Linked DNA regions of Zea mays: region 1 is linked to region 2. Evidence: chromatin contacts called from public Hi-C data. All regions are on one chromosome and are shown on one strand. The core of a region is the stretch at or near the end of the contact, and the rest is flanking DNA. Distances in the headings are between cores, read along the strand shown. Region 1 has its middle 10 kb from the start of LOC100191584. Region 2 holds the start of LOC542312 (xyloglucan endotransglycosylase homolog 1).

Region 1 (4,288 bases), core at 521-3,020, 130 kb after region 2:
AATGGTATACTACATACTGAGGGTATGTGGTGGTCATGATTTTATATCATTGACCTTATTATCTATGAAGATAATATACTTTGTGTTGTTTAGATGAAAAACAAGTTACGAACTAAGTCTCTACCTTACTCCACATTTTTAATGTGTTTGAGAACATGTATGGGATGTCTTAGTGATTTGCCAAGATCAGGGGGAGTTTTTCCTCTTGATCTGAAGAACTTGTTTCTGCATCATGTTGTACTCTTTTCTTTGCATGAGTTTTCTCCCTGTTTGGGTTTCTCATTCAAAGTTTTTAACGAGGCAACATCAACACAAGGCCTATGTCGTATCATCTATTTTTTCCGTAGAGATTTTCAAGGATGATACATTATGACATAGTTATTGTTGTATTTGAACTAGGATGAGTTTATCTCCCTAGAGTTCAAATGAATCAACAATAGAGTATGACTACTCTCCTTATTTCTCCCACTGGGTTTTTAAGGAGACTCAGCTAATATGTTGATTTCTCAGATTTTCTGGCAAGATTATCTTGGAGAAATATTAGCCTGAGTTATATGTCTCATCATTTATTTTCCCCACGGGGGTTTTTGAGATGATGACTATAGACATATTATTGTTCTTTGGGCTAGAGGTCCATGGAAGAACAATGGCATACCATGGTTCAATTGAACCACAGACAATTATCTATAAGGATAATTAAGCTTGTGTTGTTCAGATGGAAACAGGTTATATCAGGAGCAACATTAATAAGCATATTGCTCCTAAATTGTATTATTCATCTTGCAAACAAAGTCTTGTGATAATCTTGCTGATCTATTTACAAAATCTCTACCATACTCAACGTTTTCAGAAATGTGTTGAGGTGATTGGTATGAGAAGACTTAAGTGCTTGCAAGATCAGGGGGAGTAATTCTCCGTGATATTCGACCTGTTTTGTACCATCATATTATACTCTTTTCTTTGTATGAGTTTTGCCTTGTTAAGGTTTTCTCATCCAAAGTTTTTAATGAGGTAATATCAACCAAGCTATATGCTTCATCATTGACTTTTCCCCACAGAGGTTTTTATGAATGATGATTACATGCATATTTTTCTTTTGGAGGTCAGTGTGAGTTATACTCATAATCCAAAAGACATTGTGTACTCCTTATTTTTCCCACAGGGTTTTTGAGGAGATAATATCTTAGAAGACAGCTGACAGATGATCAAATGGACTTGGATTGATAAAGGGGGAGTGTTACAATATTTTGTGACCAATCCAAGGGGCTTGACGAATACATCCCCAAAGGACACACCTCTTGGGGATGACCCCTGTTATTGTATATAAATCTGTCTTCCCTGCAATAAAGCGGATACAACTGTCATTTTGTCTCTCTTTCAATCTCGTTACCACTGAGTATACTCAACAGCGATCACCGGCGTGATGTAGATCCATGGTGTAGTAGTAGCACGCGACAGGGCGGTTCGCGCGAGGCCAGCAAGGTACGGCGCACGCGTGCGGGTGTTGAAGGTGTGTGTGTGTGTGTTTTTTTTTCTTCGCAATGGAATAGAGATCGGAAATTAAATCACAAATCCAAACCAGAAATTAGCGAACGAAAACGAAGTAGGACTTTTCGGAAAGGCTAGGGGACCTTCCAGTACACACACGAACCATCGATTATTGCAATTCTCTGTAGCATGCGAACACACACGGAAAAACCAGCGGGCCAAATCTTCTATCTCTCTCTCACTATCTGGGCTAAGCCTCAGTTCCTTGAGGACGGAACTTTCCCGCGTTATGGTCCGATTATGGGCCGAGGAGGTTGGCGTCCATGGTTCACCAACCGAGAGCAGCGGCCTAGTGGGTTGGCGAAAAAAATGACATTTTTTTTCTATATACTCATGGTCCACGGAGGACCGGCTGCTGCAGCTCCGGTCTCCGCGGGTTGCTGTTGTCCAGTTCCGCCGGCCTTGGGGCTGCCGTCGAGTTGCGCCCGGCACGAGACCGACCGATCGAGCATGGCATTTGTCGTGACGAGGCCTGCCTGGCGCCGGGCCACCTGCCGGCACGCAAGTCGTGACGAACGCAGCGCCCCCAGCTGCTGACGCGACGACGAGCAGCCCATGGTGGGCGTGGAGCCGTGGATGCATGCACAGCCCCGGCTGTGTGGCCGCCTGGCCGGTGATCATTGCCCTCAGCTGCTGCCACGCAATGCATATGCATGCACGAGTGGCTGACAGCGAGCTAATGATGGACGGGCGCGTCCTCTGTCGCTTCGTGGGCAGAGATCTGATCGAGTGGCTGGGATCGACGGAGCCGTACCACCGCCGCATGCACAATCATCGAGTCATGCACCGGCACTGATGGAGATTGTGCGCTTCGTTCTGGACGGACGATGCGGCAGCGACGCTACCTTCTACCTACCTACAGCCGCCGCAGTTTCACCTGCTAATGTGCATTCCCGCTGAGAGCCCACGTACGAGTGGCCCTATAGCTTGCATTGTTGCATACTTGCATGTGTTGCTGAAGCCTATAGATGGTCTTTTGACACTAACACGATGGATCAGTTCTGACACAGCACGAAAAAGAATGGTCTAGACACGATCCAACCCGACTAGTATAGTACCAGTGACTGGGCTAGTATAGTTGCCGGTTTGTTGGCCATCTATACTGAAGCCAAATGCCATGATGACACTTCAATTCTCCATGCCCAATTAACCGCGCGCGCGGTTGCGAGTGAGCTTGAAGGGTTAAGTAAACTTGTGCTACTCGCTCCATCCGCTAGCTAGCTCCTGGATGGTCTGCTCTGTCTGGCTACGACCTGTGCTCTACTCTATCTGAGGACGACGACGACAGGACTCATTCGTATTGCATTGCGATGCGATGCAGGCGGCGCTACGTTTGCCTGCCCCGTCTCTGCGCCGCGCTAGTCTGGCACTCGAGTGGTAAGCAGCAGAACACATGACGAACTCCACGCACCCCCTGACCAGCAGAAATGGATATGATGGTTTCACCCGCCAGAGACGACGTGGATAAACAACACACAGCAAAGTTCCAGCGGCAGCGCCTGCAAACTGTGCTTAGCGCGCCACGCATCATGGGTAGAAAGCAAGCACAGGCCGGCCGCGGGGAAAAAAATTTGATGTAGCCAGGCTGCAAACCAAGCTGTTTGCAGCCCTAAAAAAAAGGATAAACTCACCAAATAACGTTTTAGTTGTGTTATTGACATATTCTTCTTTTTTGATGGACTACAAACAATCTGGTTTACAGCTAGGCTGCATCAAATTTTTTTCCGGCCGCGCTACATGGCAAACTGTTGCCGTGTCCCCACCCGGATAAACATCATGGGGGCACACTGAAATTTGGCACGTTTCCAAATATCTCAAGGAGCCGCTCACCTGTTGTGAAGCCTACTATCATCATCGCATCGCAGCTAGCAGAGGTACAGCTAGCTAGCTCAATCATGCACAGACAAGTAACGTCCATTCGGACTGTTAGTACACAAGCGTTGGAAAAAAAATATATACTACTACATGCAACAGTCCTCCGAGTTTGCTTGCTCTGACTGACCCTGATCGAAAACTGCAGCTCATTAGACTGATGCTGCATCTCCCGTGTGATATTTTTTCTTTTCTTTTCTTTTCTTTTCTTTTCTTTTCTGAGCGATCCCAGTCACAGCGTAAATCAAGCACATCTCCCGTGTGATATTTATTTTTATTTTCTTTTATATTTTTATGAAATGATGTGCTGTACTACTATACGCATGATTATGATTGCGTTTATTATGCATGCGAACAGTCCAGAGGGATCCAATCCAACCACAGGACGCCCCCGCCCCCAGCCCCAAGCGGCATGATGAGGCGACACACTATTATTATAGACTGATGCTGCTGCTGCTGTCGTCTGTCGTCTCCATGCACTTCATTTTCAGGCACACCCTACCCTGTGCAGGCAATGAAAGGAGTCCCTTCAATTTGGCCAGCCAAGAACCAACTGGGTCCGTACTACACAGCTAATACACTGGCTGATTCTCTTCTTCTGAAACTGGGGCAGAACCCTTGCCATCCCGGGGGAGAAAAAAAGAGAGAGAGAGAGAGAGAGAGAAAACACTGGCATGCATGGCACGCTGCTAGCAGCAACCACTTGATCATGCTCGGTTTAGTTTCTGGAGTAGAGCAGCAAGGTTTAGATTTGTGATCCCAGCTGTTGTAGCCTTGTAAGTCTCTCACTCTGACTGAATATTCCGGCCGCCGCCGTATGGCAACAGTCTACGTCGGCGGTTGGGCGCCCGTGAGGCCGTGACTGAAT
Region 2 (4,439 bases), core at 1,730-4,229:
CCATTATCGATCTCAGACAAGGTCTGGTCCCTCTGCCTCTCCACGCGTACGTGCGTGTGTATGTGTCACTGATATGTATATACTCTTATTAATGTATTACACTATTACAGTAGATCTGACTACTCATCGTCCGAAAAAACTAACCACAAATAATCCTGGTACCGTACCTAACAACCTACCTTTGCTGGGTCGTCCTCGCCAACTGACACACTGCTACTATATATACGTGCTTGATTGACCACCATGCATGATAAACCTAGCTTTTTTCCCCATCAGCTATGATAGTACGTGGTATTATTCCAAAAAGCTACCCACGCGTGCGTGCGTGTCCCTCCAGGGACCGTCGGGTCAGCAAAGTAAACAAGAAAATGGTGCCCCCCCTCCCATATCCACGCCTTTGTGAGGTGGCCGAGAACAATGGGATAGGAGTAGCGCATATACTCTCGACCACATCATGCTTTCAATCAGTTGTGCTGGTGGCGCGCGGGCGCGGCATGGAGACGGACGGCCGGCCATAGAGAAAGAACGGTCGGCCGGCGTATCCGTCCATACATATCCCACAAGTGTAGCTCGGGTTCAGAAAAGACATCGGTGGGACGGAGAGTGGTGCCTATCTTTAATTTACCTGTCATTTCTGTCAAAGCAAAGCAATCCATCGATGGGTGGCGAGTGACCGGCCCATTCTGAAGTCGATCCAGCAACAGCAATTGGCGCCTCCACTACCACTTGGTCCGTCGATAGAGACGGGTGTGATGAAGATGAAGGCGTAGGTCGATGCATGCATGCATGGCCTAATACTATTTGCACGAATTGCTTGCTTGCTGTTGCTGCCTTCTTCTTTTGCGGGAGATAGATAAGTTTAGCTAGAGCTATATAGCTGCCTGCAGGGAGCTAGTAGTAGTGTGTGTAGTGTGTGGATATGATGCAGGTGAAACGGGATGGGCAGGTGCAGGTGATATGGTATCTCTGCATGGATGATGGATCAAGTCGGTGCAGTGATACTCCCCTAGCTAGCCCTCTAGAGGCCTGCCTACAAGCAAGGTTAATAATATAGTCTATAACGGATTTTTATAATGTTACCATATAGACTATAGCTAACAGAAAACAATGCCACACATCTTTATTACTTGATGCAACTTCCGTACAAAATAACTAAATAAATTATATAGAGAGGTCTCCCATGGCGACTTTTCTTTGCCGAGTAACAGACGGAACTCGACAAAGTCAAGTCTTTGCCGAGTGCCCAACATAAAAGTACTCGGCAAAAAAAGTTGTTGCTGATGTACAGTTCGCCGAGACTTTTTTGCCGAGAGTTCACAGTCGGCAAAGACTTTGTCGAGTGTTTTCTGGACACTCGACAGAGAAGTTGTGTCCGGTAGTGAATGAAGTCATCCATATGGAAAAGGTTCCCCGGGGTGCAGGGCCAAAAAGCTTAGCATAATAACTAGTAGCATGTTCGAGCATATATTCATCTCCTTCAATCCTTTGGCCATTGTCGTCAAAGAAGAGGATAGCACTTTTCTTTTTCCTTCCACTTGCAATTCTATAACCGTCTTATAAAATTTGTCTTTTTAGTTTATATAATGTATAACAAAAAAGAAAAAAAAACATATATAATGCTCTCTTTACTTTCCATAAAAGATATCAAACCTTACTTTCCAAAAAAAACGCATGCTCAAGAGTTGGATTTTTTTTTGGCGGTAAACGGCTATATATATATGTAGGCATGGTAGTCAGACTCTCAGAATTTTTCTAAAACATAGCAATGTCCACAGCTAGCTACAGCTGGAGCGCTAGCTAGCTAGCTGTTATTTCTTATCCAAGTCGTGTGTACGTTGTGCGTGATATACAGTCAGATGATTTTGAAAGACAGTAACAGCATCCGATACGGCAGACCGTACCGTCGTCTCCGAGTCACCGACCAGAAATACTGCTGCAGTGCATGCCACCAGTGCGTTCGTGGCGCATTATTCAGATGGTTGAAAGGCTGCTGTGGACGAGCCATTCGCAGAGACGATAAACACATATACATCGATCGATGTATACCGTGATGCACTACGGAACAAGCAGCAGCAAATTGGCCGGGATCGGTTCATCCCTTTTGGAATGTGATGCATGCATAGTGCAATGTGTGCCATGCATATATGCATGTCGTTACACTGTACTGTGATTGATACTCCTTCGATTCCAGCCTTTTAATTCGTAAAATGTAACCTTTTAGGTTGCTAAACGATTGTAATTACTAGGAAAATGTAATTCATACGTAGTTAATCTGATATTGCTTAATTTTTTAGTACTGTTAGTAATTTTTTATATATCAATCAAACCTGAACTTGTTTGAACTTAACAAAAAAAAAAAAACAAAACTACCTTGCAAGAAGGAAGTACTCACCCATCGTCTTCAATTTCTTTTTCTTTTTATTATTCATTTTCGTGTGTGTGTGCTGCAGGCAGTTAAACAGTCCCATAAATTTCCCCGCTAAAGATAGCTAAGAATGAACAGGACGTGTGCATAGATGGAGCCCAGCATACTATACGTACGTACTACCTAATCCCAATCATATGCTTGCTCCTAATAATCCGCCGCCTAACACACCACCCACCACTGTTCCTCTAGTACTTTGCTAATACCACGACCAAAATGCAAGGCAAGCTGCTGGCTAGATTATCCATTCTGCCAGCAGTTTCATCACAACCATGCATATCATGCATGCATGGCATGCGCAGCTAGCTGCAATCTGCATGCGAATGCGTTCGAGGCTCTCGGTTCGGTCGCACACGGCTCTTCATGATCCCTCCTCCCTCTTCCGCTGTGCGCGAGCGAAACAGCTGACGTCCTGACGCGAACACACACGCGGACACGCCCGCCCGCCGAACAATCCTGTGCCGCCGTTGGGCGCTTTCGTCGCACGCCGCAGCTAGATAGAGACCCGGCCGAACAAAACGAACGAATGCCCGGACGCAAACCTGGAGCCGATCGATCCAGGCAAGAGCCGTGTGTGCGTGGCTCCGTACGTCTGCCCCGCCGCGTCAACGTCGGCGTCGTGGACGGGCGGCGCAAGCCATCATATCGGATGGATGGCGCAGCCAGCTCACGCCACCCCTGGGTTGCGAGACGATATGATCCATCGACCGATCGATCATCCTCTCTGGTCCAATCCAACCATATATCCGCCCGGCCGGAAGCGTCAATCCGGCCGGCGCGAGCTATAAATACCGCGGCTCGGTCGCCTCTTCGTCGTCGTCGTCGTCGCATCGCACGCACCATCGTCCTGCCGATCGATCGCAGCCAGCCAGTCTTGCTGAGAGACGAACTGAAGCCTGAAGTGAACCGATCGATCGATCGATCGAGCGAGCGAGCTCCCATGAAGGCGTTGATTCTGGCGGCGGTGCTGCTGCTGCAGCACGGGGGAGCCGCGAGCGCCGGCGGCAACTTCTACCAGGACGTGGACATCACCTGGGGCGACGGCCGCGGCAAGATCCTCGACAACGGCCAGCTCCTGACGCTGTCCATGGACAGGTCCTCCGGCTCGGGCTTCCAGTCCAAGGCCCAGTACCTCTACGGCCGCTTCGACATGCAGCTCAAGCTCGTCCCGGGGGACTCCGCCGGCACCGTCGCCACCTTCTATGTACGTACTACTACGTACATACTACACCGCCGCCGCCTCCTCGTCCTAGCTTCGTATATATTCGCTGTCGTCTCTCTCTCTCGCGCGCTGAACACATGTCGTCGGTCACGCACGCACGCGCACAGCTTTCGTCGCAGGGTTCGCAGCACGACGAGATCGACTTCGAGTTCCTGGGGAACGCGAGCGGGGAGCCGTACACGGTGCACACGAACGTGTACAGCCAGGGGAAGGGCGGGCGGGAGCAGCAGTTCCGGATGTGGTTCGACCCCACGGCGGCCTTCCACGCCTACTCCGTGCTGTGGAACCCCGCCCACGTCGTCTTCTACGTGGACGGCGTCCCCATCCGGGAGTTCCGGCGCCGCGGCGACGGGACCGTGCCGTTCCCGACGTCGCAGCCGATGCGGGTGTACGCCAGCGTGTGGGACGCGGAGGAGTGGGCCACGCAGGGGGGGCGCGTCCGGACCGACTGGTCCAAGGCGCCCTTCGTCGCGTCGTACCGCGGGTACGCCGCCGCCGGGTGCACCGCGCCGGACGCCGCCGCCTGCGCGCGCTCCAACGGCGCATGGATGTCGCAGGAGCTCGACAGCGCCGGCCAGGAGCAGCTCCGCCGGGCGCAGGCCAGCTACATGATCTACAACTACTGCACCGATAAGTACCGGTTCCCGCAGGGCCCGCCGCCCGAGTGCTCGTCGCCGGCCAAGTAGTAGATGAGTAGAATTGATCGGATACAGAGAGCAATCAATTAATTAAATCGACCCGTCGCTTGGTTTTTGGTTTACACATTGTACTACGGCATAAGTTCGGCGGATA

What was found. A called contact is a pair of places that touch in the nucleus more often than the background predicts.
Region 1: a Hi-C map of leaf shows a contact between it and region 2, with 2.3 times the contacts expected there. The contact joins the enhancer-like site here to the promoter of LOC542312 in region 2. A contact is called at or near these places in 4 of 25 Hi-C or Micro-C datasets (bundle sheath, endosperm, leaf and 1 more).

Annotation. Positions count from the first base shown.
Region 1 is chr5:55,905,416-55,909,703 of Zm-B73-REFERENCE-NAM-5.0, forward strand. No RefSeq gene overlaps it. Among protein-coding and RNA genes, the nearest start is that of LOC100191584, 10 kb to the right of the region's middle. Within about 2 kb of position 1,771, at least 20 of the 20 cell types and tissues checked have an H3K27ac peak or open chromatin away from gene starts, as enhancers often do. A contact at or near this core is called in bundle sheath, endosperm, leaf and 1 more, where this site is marked.
Region 2 is chr5:55,770,930-55,775,368 of Zm-B73-REFERENCE-NAM-5.0, forward strand. LOC542312 (xyloglucan endotransglycosylase homolog 1) reads left to right here and starts at 2,980. Exons shown (of 2, transcript NM_001111897.3): 1 at 2,980-3,629; 2 at 3,755-4,439. The coding sequence starts at 3,075. The coding sequence ends at 4,333.